Regions from separate parts of the Zea mays genome. Here region 1 is linked to region 2. The links are chromatin contacts, called in public Hi-C maps. All regions are on one chromosome and are shown on one strand. Each heading gives the region's core, a stretch centred on a gene start, on an enhancer-like site or on the middle of the called end of the contact. The rest is flanking DNA. Distances are from core to core; before and after follow the strand shown.

Evidence for each region. A called contact is a pair of places that touch in the nucleus more often than the background predicts.
Region 1: a Hi-C map of leaf shows a contact between it and region 2, with 5 times the contacts expected there. The contact joins the enhancer-like site here to the promoter of LOC100193803 in region 2. A contact is called at or near these places in 7 of 25 Hi-C or Micro-C datasets (ear, endosperm, leaf and 2 more).

The regions. Positions count from the first base shown.
Region 1 is chr3:89,759,850-89,764,737 of Zm-B73-REFERENCE-NAM-5.0, reverse strand. It overlaps LOC100274261, which reads left to right. Exons shown (of 2, transcript NM_001148625.2): 2 at 1,086-2,234. The coding sequence ends at 1,955. Among protein-coding and RNA genes, the nearest start is that of LOC100274261, 34 kb to the left of the region's middle. Within about 2 kb of position 1,912, at least 3 of the 20 cell types and tissues checked have an H3K27ac peak or open chromatin away from gene starts, as enhancers often do.
Region 2 is chr3:89,268,688-89,273,750 of Zm-B73-REFERENCE-NAM-5.0, reverse strand. LOC100193803 (alpha/beta-Hydrolases superfamily protein) reads right to left here and starts at 3,542. Exons shown (of 9, transcript NM_001310458.1): 1 at 3,360-3,542; 2 at 1,134-1,307; 3 at 250-655; 4 at 1-134. The coding sequence starts at 3,403. LOC103650372 (DNA polymerase V family) reads left to right here and starts at 3,735. Exons shown (of 3, transcript XM_008675956.4): 1 at 3,735-4,087. The coding sequence starts at 4,019.

The DNA of each region.
Region 1 (4,888 bases), core at 663-3,162, 490 kb before region 2:
GTGTGTATTTGGTATATTATAGGCTAAAGGCTTGATCATTATTCCCTTCCCGGCCGATTTTTTTAAAGCTTGATCATTCTGAAGGTAGTAAGCTGCGAAGTCTAATGTGTACAGCTGGATTAAATATAGTTTTGATTTAGTTCTTGGAGAACTATAGCTATAGAGTAGTAGAGTACTGTCATAGATTTTACCTATCAAAACTGGTCTTGTAATTGTGGATCAATATCACTTTTGCTTCATTCTGTGTAATCCATGTGCAAAAGGGCCTCTAGCCGAGTTTGCTAGGTAGTCTAAGTAGCCTTCTTAGGTTCTGGGTTCGACTCCTCGTAGGAGCAAATTTCAAGCTGTGGTTAAAACTCTCCTCGTCTATCCCACACCAAAGCATAGGTCTAAGACTCGGTCCCGGTCACAGACATTCTCACATGGGCTTTGGTGCTGCTGTGTATGGGTGGGATAGGGGTTCTAGTGTTTTCTCGACCTGCGTAAGATCTTCTTAATATAATGCCATGGGGGTGATCTTATTCCCGCAGGTCGAGTTTTCTTTGTGTAACCCGTGTTGCTAACAGATAAGGACCTGTTTGGATGCTTGTGGTTTTGAGAAACTGTATTATCAAGAAACTTCTGTTTTACAACAAGAGATGTGCAAAACAACGGTTTATAAAAAAAGAGGTCTGGAATGGTGTTTTGAGAAATCAGAAAGGACTATTTTTAGTATTACCATGTTTTTCAAGACTACAAAGCTCGTTGCATCCAAACACCTTATAGTTTGTCAAAACTAATGTATTTTACAAATCCATGGTATTTTTCTAAAAAAGAAACAAAATACTCCAACTAATACCTAAGGTACATAGGTTGCAATTAAAGTCAAGAACTCATGAACATTAGTACATATAACGCATAAATACTTTTCAGGGCTTTTGAGACTAAACATTTGCACTTTTTATCCAATTGATCTGATTGTATTGCTAATATACAAAAATGATGATCATTTCACAGGGTTTCTTCAAATTGCTTTGTCTTTGGTTTGTGATAAATATTACTTTTTTTTCAATACACTTTTATTAATAAGATCTTACTGTTCACAGGATATTGTTGGTTTCTTCTTGAAGAACATGGTAAATGAGAAACTGGGTCCAATAAGCAATGCTCATGTTGTTCACGCTGATATGAGCGAGTATGGAGCAATGGATGAGAAGTGTATTCAGTTGGCAGAACTAGCAGCAACTGCTGTGGACTTCCCCAAGACAGGCAAAATTGTGTCAATGCCAGCATCCCTTCGACCAAAATTATATCCTGACTTCATGGGAAAGGAGGATGCTATCTCCTATAGATCAGAGAAGATCCTTGGAAGGCTTTATCGGTCAATCCAAGAAGCCTCCAGCGATGATTTGGTTCCAGAAGAAACTTGCACATCTAACAATCTGCCTTATGATGCAGATATGGAAGTTGCTGGTGCAGCTGATTTTCTCTCGAGTGCTTGGCAGTGCAAGTGCTCATATGAAACACAACTGAACGCACTGCTCAACCAATATGGCGTGCGCACTGAAGCAGAGCTTGTGACAGAGCATATATGGTCGCTTCCCAAGTACAGCAGCAGAAGGCAGGGGGACATAAAGGAGAGGTTGAAGAATGCATACTATGCTCTTCACAAGGAGTTTAGGAGCATTTTCGAAAGCATTGTGACAGATCAAACAGAGATCTCTGATGATGAGAAAAGTCGGTTTTACGAGATGAAGGCCTCCGCTTGGTACCAGGTAACCTACCATCCTGAATGGGTCCAGAAGTCAAGGGAAATGTTCAAGTCTGACTGTGAGGACATGCCAGCAAGGCTTAGCTTTGCATGGATCGCGGTTGAGCACCTGGCACGGATTAAGATAAGGTGCCGTGGAGAAGTGAAAGTGGACAGCCCAAGGCCTGTTGAGAGGCTCGCAGCCTACATATCTGGGAGCATGTGAGTTGACGTGAAGCTCCAAGCAATTGTGAAGCAAGACCACTCTGCCCTCTTTGCCATGCCATCTGAACTCTGATGCATGGCTCTGTCTAGTCACTTCTTTTTACGAATTATTACATAGTTGAGACACAGCCACTCTATAAGCGGCTAAAGCGTACGCACATTTCTACGAACGATAATGCTTTTAAGTCTGAACTGTTCAATCTCTATTACTACCAGAATGTTTGTGGACATAAATATTAGTTCGTGGTGTCTCAATTCCAAAACGGTTTTCTTGGTTGTGAAGGGTGTTGGTCACTTATTTTTTTATTGCTGTGAATAAAAAACAACGCAACACAATTGTTTAGTATAAGGACCTTTGTCCTGTTAAGCATTATCACCTTTCGGGTATAGTGAGCCTCGGACAAAGGTATTGAAGAACAAGTTTTTATCATTCACATATATAAAGACTTAATTATAGATGTAATATTAAGTCATTTGGTCATTTCCCATCATATATTAAACAATATTACAATTCATCTCATATATTAACAAAGTGATAAAATGTACATTACATTGATACCTTTGGCTTACTCGAAGATAAAAGCGTGAAGGCAATTCTCATCCAGCGTGAACAGTATGAGAATACTGTTCATCTATTTATAGTCAGTCATACAACTTCGTAAGGTATTACATTTATGCCCTCATAGATTACATACAATTACAAGTATCACAAGGATAATATTGTCATATGCTCCTAGCAACTTAACACCTTTCGTTGTGTTCCTGCGTCGTGATGATGAAGCTTACTTTGTTGCACTTTCATTATTCTGCGCCGAAGCTTTTCTGATTACGAAGCTCCTATAACACTTAGTAACATGTTGATAACAAATGGTTAGCTGTGTTTTTGAGGATCTTCGGAAGACGAAGACCCCCAACAATAGCTCCTCGCAGTATTAGTTTGTTTCTTTGTAACAAATTCAGACTGCAAAATGAACGAAGACCTTTAGCCGAAGGTCCGAAAAAACACATTCCCTTCGCTAGAATAACAAAACCTTCTGAATCGTGGGGGCCACTTTGCAGTAGTGCTTTGCATATATATATATATATATATATATATATATATATATATATATATATATATATATATATATATAAGGGTTGTGATAAAAATATTTTTCATGCTATTAAGCTTGTGTTGGCTTTGTTGTTTAGCTTGCTGATACTGTAACCGCGGCTGTTTTCGAGCTTCGACTTTTTGTTTCAACAAAAGTTGAGATGGCCGAAGATAAGAGTAGTGAGGATCCCGCACTGGCTGTGTTTTATGAAACTATGGAGAGGACTAATGTTGAAAAAATAACTGATGAGATTTTAGCTGGGCTGTCTAAAGATTCTAGTGACAGCGAAGATTTTGATATTGAGAGTGATAATGATAATGCTGAAGATTGGCCGTGGAGGCTGAGTCACGTGGTCTTCGGTAAATCAACTGTGAAGAAATGTCATGTTGAGGCTATGAAAGGTAGATATTTCCATGATGTATCTTTAGTGAGAATCGGTGTGAGAATATTCTTCCTCTTCCTGAGAAAAATGATGTACTGGTTTTTCGAAGCTTTATGAAGGCTGGGCTACGGTTCCCCTTACACAAGTTGTTGCTCGAAGTCTTGAAAAAGTTTAAAATATTTCTTCATCAGCTTACTCTTGATGCATTAATCAAGGTTAGGATCTTCATTTGGGCAATAAGGAGCCAGGGATTGGAACCAGATGCTGATTGCTTTTGCAATATTCATGAGTTGTCTTACCAGACTAAGGTCACTGGGAAAGAGCAGTATCATAATAACTTCGGATGTTATACCTTCGTGTACCTGTCAGATGCTAGGCATCCCGTGCCAACCTTTCAGAAAAATGGTCGGGTTCATGGATGAAGCAGTGGTTTTATGTGAAGATTAACCTGAGTCAAAGGAGGGATATTAAGGATGTAATCTAGTGGCCTTTCCGATCCTGCTTCGGATTGAGAAGGCATGATGTCGTGAATACAAAAAGATCTCAAGGCTTCCTAGCAGCGTTTAATGCTGTGTGCAACTACATCAGCACTAGGGACTTAGTGCAGGAGCATATAGCCTTTAAGGTGTGGTCCTTGGCTGCCGAATGGGAAATGCCGAAGGATGCTGAAGCTGATGCTAATGCAGGAAAAACAGTCTGGTTCACTTGAAGTATACTTATCGATTCAGGAATCAATTTGGTGAGCCATACAATGATTTGACTTGATGCCATTGAAGCAACAAGAGATGAATTGCTAGGGAGTATATGAAGGCCGCAGGGAAGTGATGAATTGCTAGGGAGCTATACGAAGGTCGAGGACGAAGCCATGTATGTTGCCTTCGGTGCTCGGGGAAAACGAAGATTGAACATGGTTTTTGATGCTATTGGATTCGTTTACCCTAATTAGTGATTCCTTGCTCGAAAGAGAGGGTCAAAAAGGAAAAGTGCACCGAAAGCTTATTCTGTTGTGCCGAAGCCAAAGAGAGCAAAGATTCTAACCCACCGACCGAAGTCGTACTTTGTAGAAAGGGCTGCACATTTGCCTGATACAGGGACTTCAGAAACAGAGAGTGCCAAAAAGCTGAAGGGCCCTCCTGGCCTCGGATTTAAAAATACCTCAAGAGCTGCTGAAGGTGATGAAAGAAATCGAGGAAACTGCAGTGGATGCCCCGACTCCCATTCATTTGGAATTGGCTACAGAAAAGAGCTATAGGCTAGAACAGTCGAAGGTTCAAGAGCTGCCGAAGGCACAAGCGAAACCATAGATTACCACTGCTCCAGCAGGAACTCCTAAAAAAGGAAGGAGAATGGCTAATGTGCTTGAGGCTGTTTTGAGGCCTTCGAAGATGGCGACACCTGCATCGCCGAAGGTTTCCAAAGACAAGGTCGATGAACCGATGGCTGTTATTGTAGGTAGTT
Region 2 (5,063 bases), core at 2,293-4,792:
GTATCATGACCACTTCCTTGAATCCAGCAAAACAGGTTCTGCCACACTTCTGAAGGAGAAAGAATATAATGTGCTGCTTTGTGAACGATGTCAAAGACTGATTCGATGAAAATCTCAATTGCCAGATGCAGATCCTATGCAAAAAGAAGTATGTCGACGAATGTTAGATACGTGAAAGATTCAAATTATCCTAACTTGTCACCGAAAGTAGATAAACAGATGAAAGGAAATTCAGTTCTCAATTACTACCTCAAAAACTCCACGCCTCCTATCAGTTGTGCGTTGGAGAAACTGGTCCCTTATATGAAATGATTTCTTGGCAAGACCAGTTCTTGAGAGGTGAGGAGTTTCAGCACCTTTAGCAGTTGATCTTACCATCCGAAATTTAATGGCATTGAACAAAATGAATATTAAAGAAACAAAGAATCTCAATGGCCATAGTATCCAAGAAACTGCATATCTGATATGTCTCCTGAGTCGACGATCATGTCTACCAAAGCTGCTTGCATGTGATAACCGTGAACTTTGGGACAATGGAGACGGAGGGCAGACAAACTCTTCATGATCATCGTCCCCAGCGACAGAGTCAGCAATTGAATCAGCATCAGAATCAACAGAAAGTTCATGGATGAACTCATTAAACGAAGATACCCCACTATGTTCAAAAGAAGGAATGAAGTTGTCAGAACAGAGTAAAACTATGTTACCTAAGAAAACAAAGCATATACTAGTTAGATTATCCAGCACTAAATAATAATACTAATAATAAAAGGAAACATAAATATACAGGGCGATGGGATATTTCACCAGGCTAAAATATTTCACGTAAATAATTTAGTATGCATTGGAAACAAACTGGACCACATCATTTACCATGTCTCAATATTGATATAGAGTCTATCCAAAGCTCTGCATCAACCAACAATAGTTCTCAATGGGAGGAAGTAACTCGTAGAGAATATGCAACAACAGGTCATGTGGATTCAAATGCATGTAAAGAAATTGTGCTTAAGGAATAAATACTCGCTATTTATCTGCTTGGTTTTAAGTATTGGATGTTTCTCAATGCTACAAACACATCATATCCATAAATTTCTACCTTAATGGAAGTGTTGTGAAGAAAATTAGACTACCTTTCCATCCAACGAGGAAGACGCGGCCCACGGAGTGCTGGCTTAAGTTCCCAGCCATTTATCCCTTCTAAAATGTTGCCTTTTCCAGGTAATAGTGTCAATAGGAGTGCTGACATTCCATTTATGAACCTTGCAATGTTGTTCAGTGACTCATATGTAAATGTCTTCACAGATCTGCCAATAGAAGTGCCAGAAGTTAACTAGCAATATCTACATAAGGTCTAAGACAAGATCAACTAACTTGTATTTTTATGTTTCTTGTCTTCAAAACAATTACACTTACAGACAAAATCAAGAGTTTCTAAAGCTAATGTTTCAGTCTCCCATGGAGCACGTGTTAAATGCAAATTAGTGTTTTAAACTAGAACTGTTCAGCAGGGCTAAAACAAGATGAACTATCAGCAATGTACAGAACTATACATAGAACCAAGGATTTCAAAAGCCTCATGCTTCAATGGAACACATGCAAAAATGAATGGAAATGGAAGTTCCTCCACGATTCCACAACAACAAAATTCTGGTTTACAACTTACAAGCATTGTGTGTACACAGAAAGTAAAATATGTAGTTGGTTTGCCAAAGTCAGATGTTATGGTTATGGTCCACAAGCCCATAAATTTGCCAAAGATAATCCCATCTGACAGTTTATTAACATCTTTGAAAAGGATATTGTAAGCCAATGTAATTAGGGGTCCACTTTCATAAATATCAAAGAAACTAATCATTCAATATCCTGCCGGTATCTTGTATATAGGTCCAATTATTCACACTAGAACCCAGTACTGCAGACCCAGTGGTTTATACATCAGATGGGATTTTTTATGATAGCTGGCATTGTTAACATGTTTCAGAACCACAAATGAATTCATTAGTAGAGGCCAAATAAGTTCACGAATTGTTTAGTGTTTGCCAAATAATTTTTTGTTTCCATGAAGAAGCAAACAAAGCATTACTTCATAAGAAATCATCCCAGTCTAATTTTGTGTATATTCTATAGAATTTGCAATTTCCTACAATACATTTGTCCAGATAAAATTCTCAGGATACAAGAATCTTTCAAACTAAGTTTTTGCTCATCAAACTAAATCTTTCTGAGCATGGCCACTCCTACAATCGCAAAATCACTAACAATCCATACATAGTAGATAATAGTTACTGCAACCATTTGAAATAGGATTTATTAGAAGAACAATAACATAGAGCTTGTTTTTTTTTCTAACAGGTCTACTCAACCTGTGATGACATACGGGGTAAAAACAGCATTATATCTTCATTGTTTGTTATATGTCAGTTAACACAGATATATACCTTCATTATTTGTTATTTGTCAGTTACAGCTCTATATCTTCATTGTTTGTTATTTGTTAGTTAATACAGCACTGGCATAGTACACACCTTTCAAAATTCATAATCAAAGATATACAGGGAGAAATAGAATAAAAAATTAATATAGAATTACCTTAAATAAGCAATAGTTATACTGTTTGCTTGTTAAAAAGTCTAAATACTCAAGTTCAATCATATTTGAACTAACTCATGCTAGCTCTAGTGACTAGTGAGGGTTGTGCACCTCCATTTTACCAGTCGCCCATCACAGGTAAGTGCACTACAATAGCAAAGGGAGTATTCATGCTGATGATTTAGAGCTAGCCTCTGCCTTTCTAGGATTGAACAACGGTACCTTTGCGCATGTTGGTGTGCACAATGAATCTACTATTGTAATGTCAGAAAATAAAAACAATTTTCCTGGACTCTAGCGGCCTGTATTTATAGTTCGATTGCACAATGCCATGGCTTCGAACGGAAAAGCGAAACATTGGAAGTGAGAACCATGCCATGGCTCCCGCATTCCCATCATCCTCAAAAATCCTTTGTTAACAGATCTCCAGCAATCAGCTTAATAATTTGAGCATACGAAAATAATTAGGCATGCATATGCAAAAGCGTGTTAAGATAATAAGTGCAAAGTCCAACGTCCTACGAAATCTACAGCAGCACATATTAACCCAACTTAATCCCAAGCTAGCAACGAACAGCTCGTGGCCCGAATCCCTTCATCAATCAACGTAACCCTGAAACCACACCACAACCATCTCCTACCAAACGCACCAAATCATCACAAGTCGGTGATTGCCTGATTCCCCGCGCTCTGACGACCCATTCCCTGGATAAACCGCATATGCATATATTGAAATCGCCGCGGGGGTACGAGGAGAGGCTGCTTACTCCTTTGTGACGGCGATGACGTTGTCGACGAACTCTTGAAGCATTCCTGACCGCCGATTAGGTTGCCTCCAATTCCTTGAACCACGCAGGCCCGGGGTGGGAAGGGGCGACGCGAGCGAGGCAACGAATCCGGAGGGCGTAAGAAAGAGAGGAGGATTGGGAAGAAAAGGAAAGGAGTCGGGCTGTTGGGACCCCTATTTTAGCATTTAGTCTTTTCGTGACAATTTTTTTAGGAACACAAATTAAACGATGGGGAATTACCTGGTCCACATGTATCGATCAGCGGCGTACGAATGACTTGTGGGCCACGGGGTAACGTAATCCACTGTTGTGTTGGCTATGGTCTAGCTCTCGCGAATAAGACCCATTTGAAATCTCTACTACTCTATAAGGATCCAACGAGAGCGTCCACAATATTTCACCGTGCCTCCGCCTGCCTCCGTCCCGTAACACCCCAGCCCTAAACTACGCCCGCTCTCTCCGCGCGTGATGCTCTCCCTTCCTCATCGCCTCTGCACCGACGCCCCCTTCATTTTTCCTCTCACATAAACCCGCGCTCATTCCTTTTTCTTTCACCTAATTCCCGTCCTTGTGTGTTTGCGTTGCTCGCTTGGGTTTGGATCCAATCGAGGGCTCGGCCCGGCGGATGCTGTAGAGGAATGGCGGAGGCTGTCGCGTCTGCGGGCAGGCTCGCCATGGACTCCTCGACCTCCGTCTCGCCCAACCAGGTGATTCGAGCCCTAACTCGTGCCTCCTCGATCCGTTCCGTCGGGCGTGGCCCGAAATTTGCTGCTCTCAGCTGTGCGGCACCCCTTGGGGGTTCCCGTGGTTTCGAGACTGTTGGAGTGGGGTTGGTGACATGGGTGGCTCAATTTGGGGGCACGGGAAGCAGGCAGCGGGGGAAATCGAACGGCTGGGTATGGGTTCGTGCGCGGTTGCGATGCTGAATCACACGCTGGTTTATGAACCTTTGGTGATCGCGGAGAAGCGCTAGAGATGCGAGGCGTCTGGAGTTTCTCACGCGGGTTGAGCGATTGGATCATATGTTGCGGGCTTGTCACAGTAATTACCACATTTGAAGGGTATTGTGGGTCCTCCACCTCCATCCCCTCCCCAAGCCATTCTCTCGATCGTGATAGCCAACAGCGACGGCGATGAGCACGACCCTCCTCCACTTCCTCCGCCCCGCCCTCCCAAATGAGATTTGACAGTTGCGGGTTAACCTTACCTATGAAATCCCATATGTAGACTGAAGAACTATGTGAATAGCTGTGGACTATTATGATTAGACAGTTTTATTCAAGTTCACTTTTTTCCTTTTATTCTTTAGAAATATGATTCTTCTCATGCTCCGCTTTGCCTAATTATATTTCTAAGTTAGCATCTTGGCTGCTTTTGAATCATGTGTCTTCTCATGTTTCTGTCTGGTTAATCTGTATTTGCAACTGCACCCTTTACAGTGAAATGAAATGCAAATACGACCTTCTGATCTGTACCTTAGAGAAGAAGAGGAATTAAATTTCTTTGAAGTCATTCTGCGAGCTAGGTAGAGGAAAGAGATTGTCATTGGGTACCGTCTTGAGGCAGCTGAGTGTGCCATAATCAATCCAATAGACAAAGTTTCAAGGCGAAGGTGGTCGCCCAAGGATGTTTTTGTTGTTATATCCGAGAAAGAATGAGCTTTATCAGATCACAGTTGACCAT